2 separate regions of the Mustela erminea genome follow, and region 2 is linked to region 1. The links are chromatin contacts, called in public Hi-C maps. All regions are on one chromosome and are shown on one strand. The core of a region is the stretch at or near the end of the contact, and the rest is flanking DNA. Distances in the headings are between cores, read along the strand shown.

The links. Hi-C and Micro-C count contacts between places; a contact is called where the count stands out from the background.
Region 2: a Hi-C map of fibroblasts shows a contact between it and region 1, with 1.9 times the contacts expected there. The contact joins the enhancer-like site here to the promoter of MARCHF3 in region 1. A contact is called at or near these places in 2 of 3 Hi-C or Micro-C datasets (fibroblasts and spleen).

Annotation. Positions count from the first base shown.
Region 1 is chr3:98,788,417-98,794,595 of mMusErm1.Pri, forward strand. MARCHF3 (E3 ubiquitin-protein ligase MARCH3) reads left to right here and starts at 3,775. Exons shown (of 5, transcript XM_032336855.1): 1 at 3,775-3,964.
Region 2 is chr3:98,870,583-98,876,344 of mMusErm1.Pri, forward strand. All of the region lies in intron 1 of MARCHF3 (E3 ubiquitin-protein ligase MARCH3), which reads left to right. Among named protein-coding and RNA genes, the nearest start is that of MARCHF3, 81 kb to the left of the region's middle. Within about 2 kb of position 3,134, the one cell type or tissue checked has open chromatin away from gene starts, as enhancers often do. A contact at or near this core is called in fibroblasts, where this site is marked.

The DNA.
Region 1 (6,179 bases), core at 2,525-5,024:
CCAGTTACTGTTTCCATACTACTGCCTCAAGGGAACTAACTTCCATTAAACCTCAAATCCAGATGATGAGCACACTGTTTAGAAGCCACAATTGAGGAGATTACGGTCTGAGACCTGGAAAGCGATTTGGGATTTTGAAGCACTACTTGTTTCCTGTGGCTCTTTTTGTCCCCAATTCTGAATCCCTTGTTCCCTTTATTGTAGTGTACGTGTTACCAAGTGCTCAATGCAGCCTGATTTCCTGGTGCCACGAAAGATTGGAATAGCCCTTTCCACAGGAAAACAGGCAATGCTAGTTTAAAAAAAATAATTACTAAAGGAGACTTCTGACTTTTAAGTCCACTGCACGATCCAAATCCCAGAAAGGTACTTCCAAGAAGATAGCAACTCTGAGGAAGAAGAGACAGTAGCAACGTAAGAGGGTGATTGTTAGCATCAAGTGAGCAATTTGATGAAAAGACATGGAACAGTGAAGGACACATGGTGAGTATTCAGTAAACATTAGGAACTGTCATTGGCAGATGGCCCACTATGAGCCCAACCCTGTGCTAAGAGTTACAGAAAGCTTCTCAGGTGAGATTCATAGAAAACCAATGAGGAAAACTCAACACTCTTCATCCCCACTCCATTTGGCTCAGAGAAGCTCAGCACCTTATCCACGGTCTCAAACTTAGGAAGGAATGGAAAGAAAATCCAACTTTCAGTCTTTCGTGTTTCTAGAGCCCATATTCTTTGTCCTATTTCTTAGAACACTCTACTGTTCTAAGGGTTGGGAGTCTATTTTTCCTCCCTTGAATATATGACCCTCCCTTTCCAAATTCCTCAGTGTTATTTATTCTGTTACGAAGTTTTAAAATTAAGAGTATTTTTAAATCTCTTCTAGTGACCTTTTGACCAATGTGTGTAGTTTTATCTATCAGGCCATTTTCCCAAGACCATGTTAGTCTTTCAACAGACTTGTACTCACAGTGACATTTTTAAGTTCAGTGTAGTTTTTCTTCCAGGGCACATCTGAGGAAATCCCATGTTTTTGTAGAATGGAGGCTTCCCTTTCTCATGCATTTCTGTGACCACATTTTTACGTGGTTGGACCTGTGGCAGTAACACTCACAGGGGGCACCTGCACTGTCACTTAAATGCACGAGACATCACTGTTTTGTGGGTGGTAGCACCCTGGCTACAGACGTTGTGCCAGAGCAATCCCTGTTACAAAACATCTCCTAGTTGTGGTATACAAACTAACACCATACTTGAGTTTGCAAAATCGCCTACGTGATATTTTGTCCTCTACATGGCAATTAATATTTCAAAAAGCCTTATCATGAGTTATCTCTCCTCTCTGTGAGATTAATCAGAAGTATTGCTGCAGTTTCATAGTTGGGAAACTCCAGTATGGGAAGGTTAATGGCTTGCCCATAGTCTTAGAATGAACCTACAGCATAGCTGGTATTAGAATCTGCTGCTTCTGATTGCATTTCTTTGCTAAGGTGCTTTAGCTCAGCCTGTTCAAATTCTGAATAATTTTCAAAGTGAATACATGTTGAGAGAGGTAGTGGAAATGGAAAAAGAGGAAAAAAACAGCATTAACTTATGCAAAGCTTCCAGAAACATTTGGTAATCAAAGAACAAGGATTGTGAGGGCCCTTTTTCCTCACTTCCATTTAAAGAAAGGACCATAATCCAATGAGATTAAAATGAGTAGAAATTCCAAGTGTAGAGAGGAATTGTTCTGTCTATACTGTTTTCCTATATCAACATCATTTTGTTCTTTTCAACAGTGACTACTGTTATAAATGTCATGCATTTACAGTGCTTTGTAACCACTGTCACCGCGTCCCCCTTAAGCAGCTAAACAGAGTAGCCCAATTCTGCTACTGTGGTTTTATGGCAAGGAAGCAAGAGTAAATGGAGGTTAAGTGATTGCCAGCAGCACTTGGAACTCAGATTAGAATCCATAGCTCCTATCAGTCACACCCTTTTGAAATTTAGAAGATTCCAAAATATTGTTTCAGTGTCAGAGATGGGTGACAGTGCCTGAAGGCAAATTTGCTCACCACCCACACCACCACCACACACACCACCAGCCCTGCTTCCACGGTCTCATGCCAATCTTTTCATTCCCAAGCCATTCCACAAACTTCCTCATCCCTTTGAGGGAAAGAAATTTTCTTCAGGGAAACAGGTTAGTACTAAAGAGGTGACTTCTATGTCCAGATTTCCATGGTTTTCTGTTTGTTTCATACAGACAGGAGTATAATGAGTTCTTACATAAGTAATAGATCTCCTTTTCTCTTGTAAAATATGGAGATGGCTGAAATTCAAGAGATCATTGGGAGAATGACAGCCAAAGGAATAAATCTGTGCCAGAGTGATAAACTTTTGTCAAATACCAATTAAACATTAGACGGTAATGAAAATGTGAATGAGTCTAGACGTGCTCTTACATGTCATCCATTCTATAAAAGAAAATGAGACCAGTTACTTGTCTAAGAACCCATGGACAATCACATCTGTATGAAACAAACAGACGGAAAACCTTGGAAATCAGGAAACAGAAGTTTCTCATCTAGTTCTAACTTATTTCATAAAAAGAAATTTCCTATTTCCTTTTTTCATCATCTAACATAAATACTATAGCAAGTACAGTCAACAGCTGATGTTTGGCTCCTATTACCAAGGTGATTTTTAAAATAATCACTAGCATCTGTGAAAAACCTTCACAGGGTGTTAATATGATAAACACTGTTGGCAAACTATCCGGGAGTGCGGGGAAAAAAGGATCCAAGGAAAGACATTTTTCCCATCATCCTCCCATCCCAACCTAGGCAGAGACCTGGTGTGTATTCCATTCAGGTGGTCTACAGCTAATTTCTTGTGGACAAATGCCATTCTCTCAAGACACAAAGCAGCATGGTAAGCAACTGTTTAAACTGAATGGAATGGGCTCCCTTGTCTGTACCTCTTTTGATCCACTAAATGAGGAGGGGTTTAAATACATGCAATTTGTGCATCACAAGTCAATTTTCAGGGCCTACTAAGGACTGTCCAGACCCTTATTTTCTTGCCTGACAGCCTGCCTTATGGACCTTTCCCCACTGAGACCGGAAGCTGAGGAGCCACCACTTGAAACTCAAACTAGGCCCAAGCTCACCTCTGAGCTGTAGCCTTCCCTCCTGGAGGGGCCATTTCACTCCTTTTCAGCTAGAGTCCTTTTGCCTTCCTTCTTGCCAGGGACTCTAATCAGAAATTGTTTGTGAGGGCTAAAGAGGTCCTTATTATGTCCCTAGGAGGGCCAAGCTGCCACTGAAATAACACCTGTAGAAGTCCGGAGTCCCTCACCCATGAGAAACTGAAACCTTCAGGACTTCTGAATCTAAGGGAGCCAACGCTCAGTGAGGAATGTGTTGGGGCATCAGAAAGCCTGACCCTTTTCCTGCCTTGCTGAACTAACATGGTTTGAGTGCCTACTTACGGAAGGTGCAGTTCCAGATACAACAGAGGCCGCTATGCACCCAAAGCTACTGTCTGGAGCCTCATAACATTCTAGGCCTCAACCTAAAAGCAACAACCAACCCTTTGCTTTTTGGCTTGTTATACCCACAGCTCCGTATGTGTGTATGCTGTGGCCAAGGTCCGGGCGTAAAAAACAGGCTAAAGAACCTATCCGCCCACAAAAGGAGCCGCAGTGGCGCTGCCAGCAAGAGCCCACAGGGCATTCTTCAGCGGCGACTGGCCTAGGGAGCTCAGGCTCCTCCAGTGCCCGCCGCTAGGGAGGTCCCTGAGCTCGATGCAAGGACTTCGGAAGGGGCACGGGCCGTGAGCGTACACCGTGGGACCCACGTGGCTCTCTCCGAGGCGTTCCTGTCGGCGAGAAGGAGCGTTCCGAGCCCTCCAGCGGACCCAGGAGAGAGCAGCAGGAGGAGCCGCGCTGCGGTTGCCTCCCCACGGGGCAGACCGACCCCAGGTACCGCCTGGGGGGCTCCGCTGCCATCTAGCACCCGAGCCTCCCTTTCGCCCTCCCGCCCCGGTTCTGCCAAGTGGCTCAGACGCTATGGGTTGGGAAGGGAGCCTAGGCGCTTGGTCAGGTTCCCAGTTGCGGGCGGTAAGAAAGCAGGGCTGAGGAGGGGACGTGTAAGAACTTTCCAGGAGGTCCGCGGAGTCCGAGTTTCATTTCGGAGAGAACCACCAAACCGCAACCAGAACCTCTTCCAGACAGCCCGGAGCTCCAGTTTCAGGCCCGGGCCTCCGACTGTGACTGGGTGATGCGGCCCGGGACTCACCCTCTTTGGGTCTCGGTTTCTTCCGAGTGCTGGGGCTCCCTCAGGGCCAAGTTCGGCGCCTCCCGCGGACGCCAGGTGTGGGCGTTGTCGACCCGGAGTCTGTTCGCGCTGCGGCTGGGCTTTTCCCTCCACAGCTCGCCGATACGCCGCGACCCCTAGGGGTCTGGGTGGCCCCAAGCCTCTCTCAGCCAGGGTCTCTTGGGGCCGCCACTTCCCTCCCAACACGCCCGAATCCCCGCGCAGCTGCCCCCACAGCGCCAGCCCGCAGCCCAGGCTGCCCACCGCAGCCAACTTCTCTGCCGCCGGCGCGTCTCCGCGCCAGGCCTCGGCAGCGACGGATTGGATGGCGGCGGCGGGGAGGAGCCGAGCGCTCGGCCCAGCCAGCGGCCGCCCGGATTCCTGAAGTCATCGCGATTGGCTGCAGGCTCCGCCAGTCACAGATTAAAGGCGCCCCGCCCCGGCAGGGCAGACCCAGGGGCTGGCTCCGCCTCGCCCGCCGCGCGACCCCGCCTCCCTCCGGAGCCCGGTAGCCTCAGCTCCGCGGTCTGCCTCATTCGCTGAGCAGGTCCATGAATTGTCAACGCGTTCCGGGCGGCCGCTGAGCCGGGGCGCCCGCCGGGCTTGTCGTGCTCTCTCGGAGGTGCCCGCCCGAACCGATGTGCAGGGTTCTCTAGAACGAGAGCAGTAGCTGGTTCGGGGCAACTTGGGATTCAGGACCCGCAGCAGGGGCGTCGGTTTGGGATCCGGACTCAGCGAGGAGGGTGAGTGGCCGCGCGCAAGGCGAGAGGCTCCTCTTGGCGCTGTTCGGCAAGCCGGGGGGCACTGGACGGGTCTTGGCTGGCGTCGGTGCGTCCGTCCGAGCGTGGCCGCTGTGGAGAGGTCAGGGCCAGGCGGAATTTCCTCCTTGCCGGTGTCCCCACTCCCGAACTTGTTTCAGAGCGTCGCAACTCGGTCCGGGACGCGGCTCCGCGTTCTCACCAACTTGGCATGTTATAATTGCCATCATTAGGGGGGCCTAGGGACGCGTCCCCTGGCCCTCTGCGGCGGTGACACGCGCGCTGGGGGCGGCCTCCGTGCCCAGTCGTGTACGGACAACAGTTCCTACATGGCTTGAGGACCGGTTTCTGGAAAATTTACCCGCGCCGGAGACGGTGCGGCGACCCGGCGGAGGTGTCTGAGCCGTAGCCTGAGCCAGCGACCATCGTCTTCGGGGTGGGTGTTCAGCGGTCAGAGAACTTAAGTGACCAGCTAGGTTCTGTAGCCGGGGCTTCAGTGCTTTGCAGTTACTGAAAGGCATTGACAGCACGGATATTAAACTTTGTAAAGTAATTACTTTCTATTAGCACTTGTATCCACATCCCTCATGAGCTTCTTGGACCTCTCTATATTACCTGCAAGGTGTGTCCAAAGGACTTCATTAGGACCAGGGCGAGCTGCTGTCTGTCCCAGTGCAGGAAGCCGGGGAGAATCCTAGACTAGACCCTGAAAGGGACCACCAGGCTGGTCGGTTGGTGTTCAATGATGAAGTTGTGACAGGAACTGACAACACAGGATTCAAGGTTAAACCTGACACTTCATCTGTGACCAGTCTGGGATATTTTTCCTCTCTCTGTCATAATGATAAGGGGTCAAAGCAGCTGGCTTTTCTGAGGGCAGTTACATGCATGTAGTTTATATTATGTGTGGACTCAATATAATGTAATATAATATTTTCTTGTAATTTTTATTGGATGTGAATAAGAGCTTATTCAACGTCCTAGAGACTTGGGTACACAATTTGGGAATGTTTTCATCTTTGGAAATATGAGAATTGAAAATATGAGAATTGAAAGATATGACTATTCATGCTTTATGCATATGTAGATGTGCATGGGCGTGTGTGTGTGCGCGTGTGTGTAA
Region 2 (5,762 bases), core at 1,884-4,383, 82 kb after region 1:
TCCACAGTTTAGAGAAGGCAACAACTTTTTACAAAAATGGGTTTGAACTTCTAATCTTACCTGCTGTGTGAAGAAGCCCTTGAAATGCAGCTTAGCACCAAGGGGCTTAAGAGGACAGATGCGTCATTTTTTACACTTTCAGTTCAGGATTTTGCCGTTTCCAGAGTACTTAGTAATTGTTCAGCATTTTCCTGCAGAATTCTCATCCTTACTTTTCTGAACGAGAGTCAGTTGTGATGCATTAATGGTAGTTTCACCTGAATTATAAAAATTAACTTCGGTATCTTTTGAGGGATAACTCAGTCTCAACACTTGGTTTTCTTTCTAAAACAGAGAATTGGAGGAGATTTTATGGAATGGTTACTTTATATTTTCCACCACTCATAGTGACGCTCATCAATTTTTGAAAATCAAAGCTCCTAATGATGATTTACTTTAAGAAAATAAAAGCAAATAAGCAAAAACTTAATGCACAGCTGCACTCCAATTAGAATGGCTATCTGCAAAAAAAAAAAAAAAATTCTCACTGTTTACCATGAAAGATCACTCTAATTGAGGCTATATCAGTGGTAAGGAGAAAGGGGGATAAAGCCTGATCTGCTAATGGATCAGGGGTAGAATTTCTACACTCAATCACTATTATTCACAGATGCCATATTTGAGAATTCACCTACTTGATGAAACATATTTGTAACCCAAAAATCAATACTTGGAACATTTTCATGGTGATTTGCAGACACGCATAGAGCGGCAAAAAATCGGAGTCACCTGACACACGAATTCCCAGTTCGCACTGAGCAAGGCAACGCTCAGCTGTTTCAGATCTCACAGTGTAAACAAGTGTCTTGTTCACAATGTCCTCTTGTGGGTTTTTTGTGGGTGATTCTGTTCTTTAAAAATGGCAAAAGTGCTAACGTGCTTCCCAGTGTTCCAAAGCACAGGAAGGCTATGATATGTCTTATAGAGAAAATAAGAAGTAAGATAACTTTCATTATCTAACTTACATAAGAGTATACACTGGGGGCACCTGGGTGGCACAGTGGGTTGAGGGACCAACTCTTGGTTTCAACTCTTGATTTCAGCTCAAGTCTGATCTGAGGGTTGTGGGATGGAGCCCTGCGTCAGGCTTCCCACTGAGCACACAATCTGCTTGAGTGTCTCCCTCTCTCTCCCTCTGCCCGTCCTCCCACCATCCCCCACCCTCTCTCTAAAATAAATAAATCTTTAAAAAAAGAAAAAAGTAGGGGCACCTAGGTGGCTCAGTTGTTAAGCATCTGCATTCAGCTCAGGTTGATTCCAGGGTCTGGAGATTGAGCCCTGCATTGGGCTCCCTGCTCATTGGGGAGCCTGCTTCTCCCTTTCCCACTCCCCCTGCTTCTGTTCTCTATCAAATAAATAAATAAAATCTTTAAAAAAAAAAAAAAAAAAGGAAAACACTGTGTTATGTAAGTTTCATTCAGGCATAACTTATAGTATTATGGGCCCTGAGTACAATGTAAATGAATCGACAATACATATTAAATAAGTATCTTTAAACAGAAACACGCATGAATTAAAGTTACATATGGATCAATTGACAAAAATGCTAGGACCAGAGCCTTGCAGGAACCCACCCCTATATTTCTGTTAGGAGCAGTGGTTCAGCCTTGGCTAATTCAGCATTCACAGCCATTTATAGGATATAACTGCCTCAAATAACAGAAACTGATGGTATTTAGATTTTCTTTCTATTCAGTTCTCACATATGGGCCATAAGTACCTTTAGTCCAGAAGAATCCCTGACTGTTAAAATTACAACTGGTTTTTTTTTTTAATAATTATAATTACTTTCAAAGCAGGAAGAATGTCTTCTAGTTCTTCCCAGATAAGTGCAGTTCTCTTATTTATGAATACAGAACCATACTCCAAAAGGAGTCATACTGAAGGTTGATCATTCTGCAAGGTTGATAAAGGAAAGGTTAGGCGATAAGAAGGAAAGGAGGAAACAGAGTAGGAGCCTGGGGACTGCTATCATGAATTCTTCCACATCAGCCATTCCTGAGACCTTTTGTTCCCCCTGGCCAAACAGTTTGTACCATCTGGGGAAGCCTTCCTTTCAAATGAGAAAGAAAGGGCACAGGGGGCAGGGAGGTTATGTGGATAGACGCTGGTCCTAATCTTTTTTTGTAACAATCGTATACCCAACAGGATGGAGTTGCCCATGAAAAATTAATAATAACAGAGCTTCAGTTGAAGGTCATTCATTATAACCAACCCTAGCATAGGGTTATGTTTGTTGTAGAATTAGACACTAACTGGAATTTGTACCTGTGTTATCATTACACAGTATCCAAAAAAGGGGAAACCTCTGGCAACCTTCATAAGGTTTTCTAAGAAAAAGAGGCATTTGCAACTTTAGATACTAATGTATCCACAGAATTCACTTTTATTCAAAGAGAGGACAGTCTTAGGTTTCTCCCCTACTCCCCAGATACCTGATTATAATAGCAAAGGAGATCGCTGTATTTTTTTTTTTTCTGGCTTGCAAGAAATAAGGAAAATTATTTATTTTGCCCTCTGAAAAACTGAAACTATTACATTTTCTTCATTGCCATGCACATATGAAGTTATTTTCCTCAAACCAGATTCTAATTTTCTATAATTCAGTAGGACAGCCCACAGAACTTTCTTGCCTCCAGGTTTAAAGTGCTATGGGGAAAAATTAAATCATTGCCCAAAAAGGGAAGTGAATGAGTTGTGATACCCAGAAAAATATGTGATGACTCACAGATATGAAAAGAAGTTTCCTCTGCAGCAGGAGACTCTGGGAATACTCAGGAAAGTGACTTCGCTTTCAGTTTTCTCGTATTTTCTCCTTTTTGTCCTCCACATTAACTCCCAGCTTAGGAGGGGAAAAAAAAGTTCCATAGAATCAGACCAACAGAGCTGAGAATTATGCTCTCCTCTCCTCTTAGTCAGTAAAATGGAGATTGAAAAAATCTGAGGCACACATCAATGTCAGTGGTAACCACTGCAATTGCATATTATAAAACTTAATCATGAAATCTTGTAGCCGTTACACACTGTCTTGCCCAAGCATTAAATACCAAGAATTCTTCCTGTTTCAAAATTTGAGTCTTATCAAAAGATCATGTACTTTCCCCATAAGCATTCAATCCTACTCAGTGTCTTAGGAAACTCTGAAGATTTTGGGGGGGAATATGCTTGTCGTAACTGGAGAAATCACCAACTTTGTTAACTCTAACTTTGCGGGGGAGGGGTTCTCACTTTCATTCCTCTTGCCTTTAATAAGTCTTCCTTATCACCCCAAGCAGAATGGCTAAAGGCACCTTGCATCATGTATGCGTTTCATCAGTATTAAAAAATTGTGGGAGGGAGGTACAGAAATTGGGGTCAGAAATGGACTTAACAGGTTCTAATATTTTTAGGGGGCTGGGGAGTTCATAAAATTCCTTAGCTTTGGTTTCCTCATTCATGAAACAAGTGAAAATACCCACCAGCTCTTATAAGGCCAGATGGCTTAAATATACAATTGCTGGCCAGGCGATTGGGATATATAAGTTCCAAATGGGAATGATAAGTGATGCTTTAGAAGAGTTTGGCTGATCATTACAGTTCCTGTTTATAGATTCATCCTCTCTGGCAAGGATATGAATCACGTTAAGTATATGGATTTTTAATCTAAATTGGCATGTCTCTGGTTAAAAAGAAACAAGCTAACCAAATGTTAATTTAGACACCTTGTATTTATGTAGGGGTAAAAAGAGAGAGAGAGAGAGTAAGTATCCTGTCTGGGTCATTTTGTCTCTCCACTGTTGACCCTGGGCTGCCGCCAAGGTGGGAGAAGACAGTGGTAGAGACCACTGATGACCGTGGGCTACATTGCTGCAATGCCTTGACCTTGGGGCTATTGACACATTTACTGATTCATTTTATTCTGACAACACCCTGAGTGGCTCACTGAGGTTGATTTAGTTCTCATGTGTTACTGATGAATGAGCCAAAGCAGAGGGAAAGTAAACTGCACACTTTCAGAGACACAGCACCCAGAACCTCCAGGGCCCAAGCCAGGGATCTTCCCCACCAAACCAGCCATTTCCTGGAGCAGGCTGCTGAATTTCCTCCCCTGGCTATCTCTAAAGTCATGTCTGCACCTATGGAATAAAGGAAATCCTCTTGGTTGCTTTTGGGTGACTTAGGATGAGGACATAAGCTTCTCTGAGTTTTGAGTTGCCTTGCTCTGCTTTGGTTTTTGTGTTTATCGGTTGTTTCCTCAGAACGTGGTTTAATGTGCATTCCTTCTTGAGGGCTATAACATGTTATTTATCCTTTTATTCAAAATATGATAAAAATATATTTTATTTTAGGAGCACCTGGGTGGCTCAGTGGGTTAAAGCCTCTGTCTTCAGCTCAGGTCATGATCCCAGGGTCTTGGGATTGAGCCCCGTTATCAGGGTCTCTGCTCAACAAGGAGTCTGCTTCCCCTTCTCTCTCTCTCTGCCTGCCTCTCTGCCCACTTGTGATCTCTCTCTGTCAAATAAATTTAAAAAAAAAAAAACCTTTAAAAAATATATGTATTTTTTAATTTTAGAAAATGCAAAAAGCATAAACAATGAAAGTGAAATAAGATGGCTTATTACCCAGAGAGAACCACTGTTCCCAGACTGATATGCCATCTTTCTCCCTTTGTAGTTGAAATTAGGGATAGAAAGATGTGTGTATCCTACTTTTTTTTTTTACATAACCCTTTATAGCCTTATATTGTATTTTTCAGTGCCAGTAAGCATTTATTATAAAAGTCATGTTGATGGCCAAACTAATAATCCAATAAATGGGTATACTCTATTTACTTAACCTTTCCCCAGCTGTTGGTCAGCTGTCCGTGCTGCTTGAAAGGAACACCACACAGAGTAAAACAGCAGTGTGGATGATGGATATGTCTCCGCTGGCAATTCTGGTTATGTCTCCAAAAAGGATTCCTCAAAGAAAAGGCTCAAACATGATATGCTGAAAAAAAGATGCCTAAAAAGAAAGGTACAGCCGTTTTAAGGCTATTGGTGGAAACCACCAAATTGCTTTTCTCGGTGCGTGAGGACTCATGGCCCTTGCAGAGGAGAGCCTGTGTCATCTCTGTCTAATACACCGAGTCACCCACTCTTTGGATAAGCCATCAAGGATTGTGGATTCATTTTTACAGAGCCTGAGCATCACCAAGAAGATAATTGGGAATTAGCTTAAGTTTTACTTTGGATTTTAAAGCTATATATATATATATGCATGTTTATATATACTTTTCAGGTTATCAGCTCTTTGGTGTTTTCTGCTGTATTAGTCCAGGGTTCTTCAGAGAAGCATAACCAACAGGATGGGAGATGATGGATGGATGGATGGATGAATGAATAGATGGATGTATAGCTAGATAGAAAATACATGGATACATAGACAATAGGTGATAGATAATAGATACAGGGATAGGTGATAGACTAATAGATATACAGATAATAGATACATGGATAAATAATAGTAAATACATAGATATACAGATAGATAATAGATAGGTGATAGATACATAGATTAATAGAGAGAGAGAGAGAGATTTATTGTAAGGAATTAACCCATATGATTATGAAAGCTGACAGGTTTCAAGATCCGCAGGACGAATTGGAAGCTGGAGATCCAGAAGAGCCAGTAATGTAAATTCTAGGTCATGGGCCAACAGATTTGAGACCCAAGGAAAGCCAATGTTTCAGTGAGAATCTGAA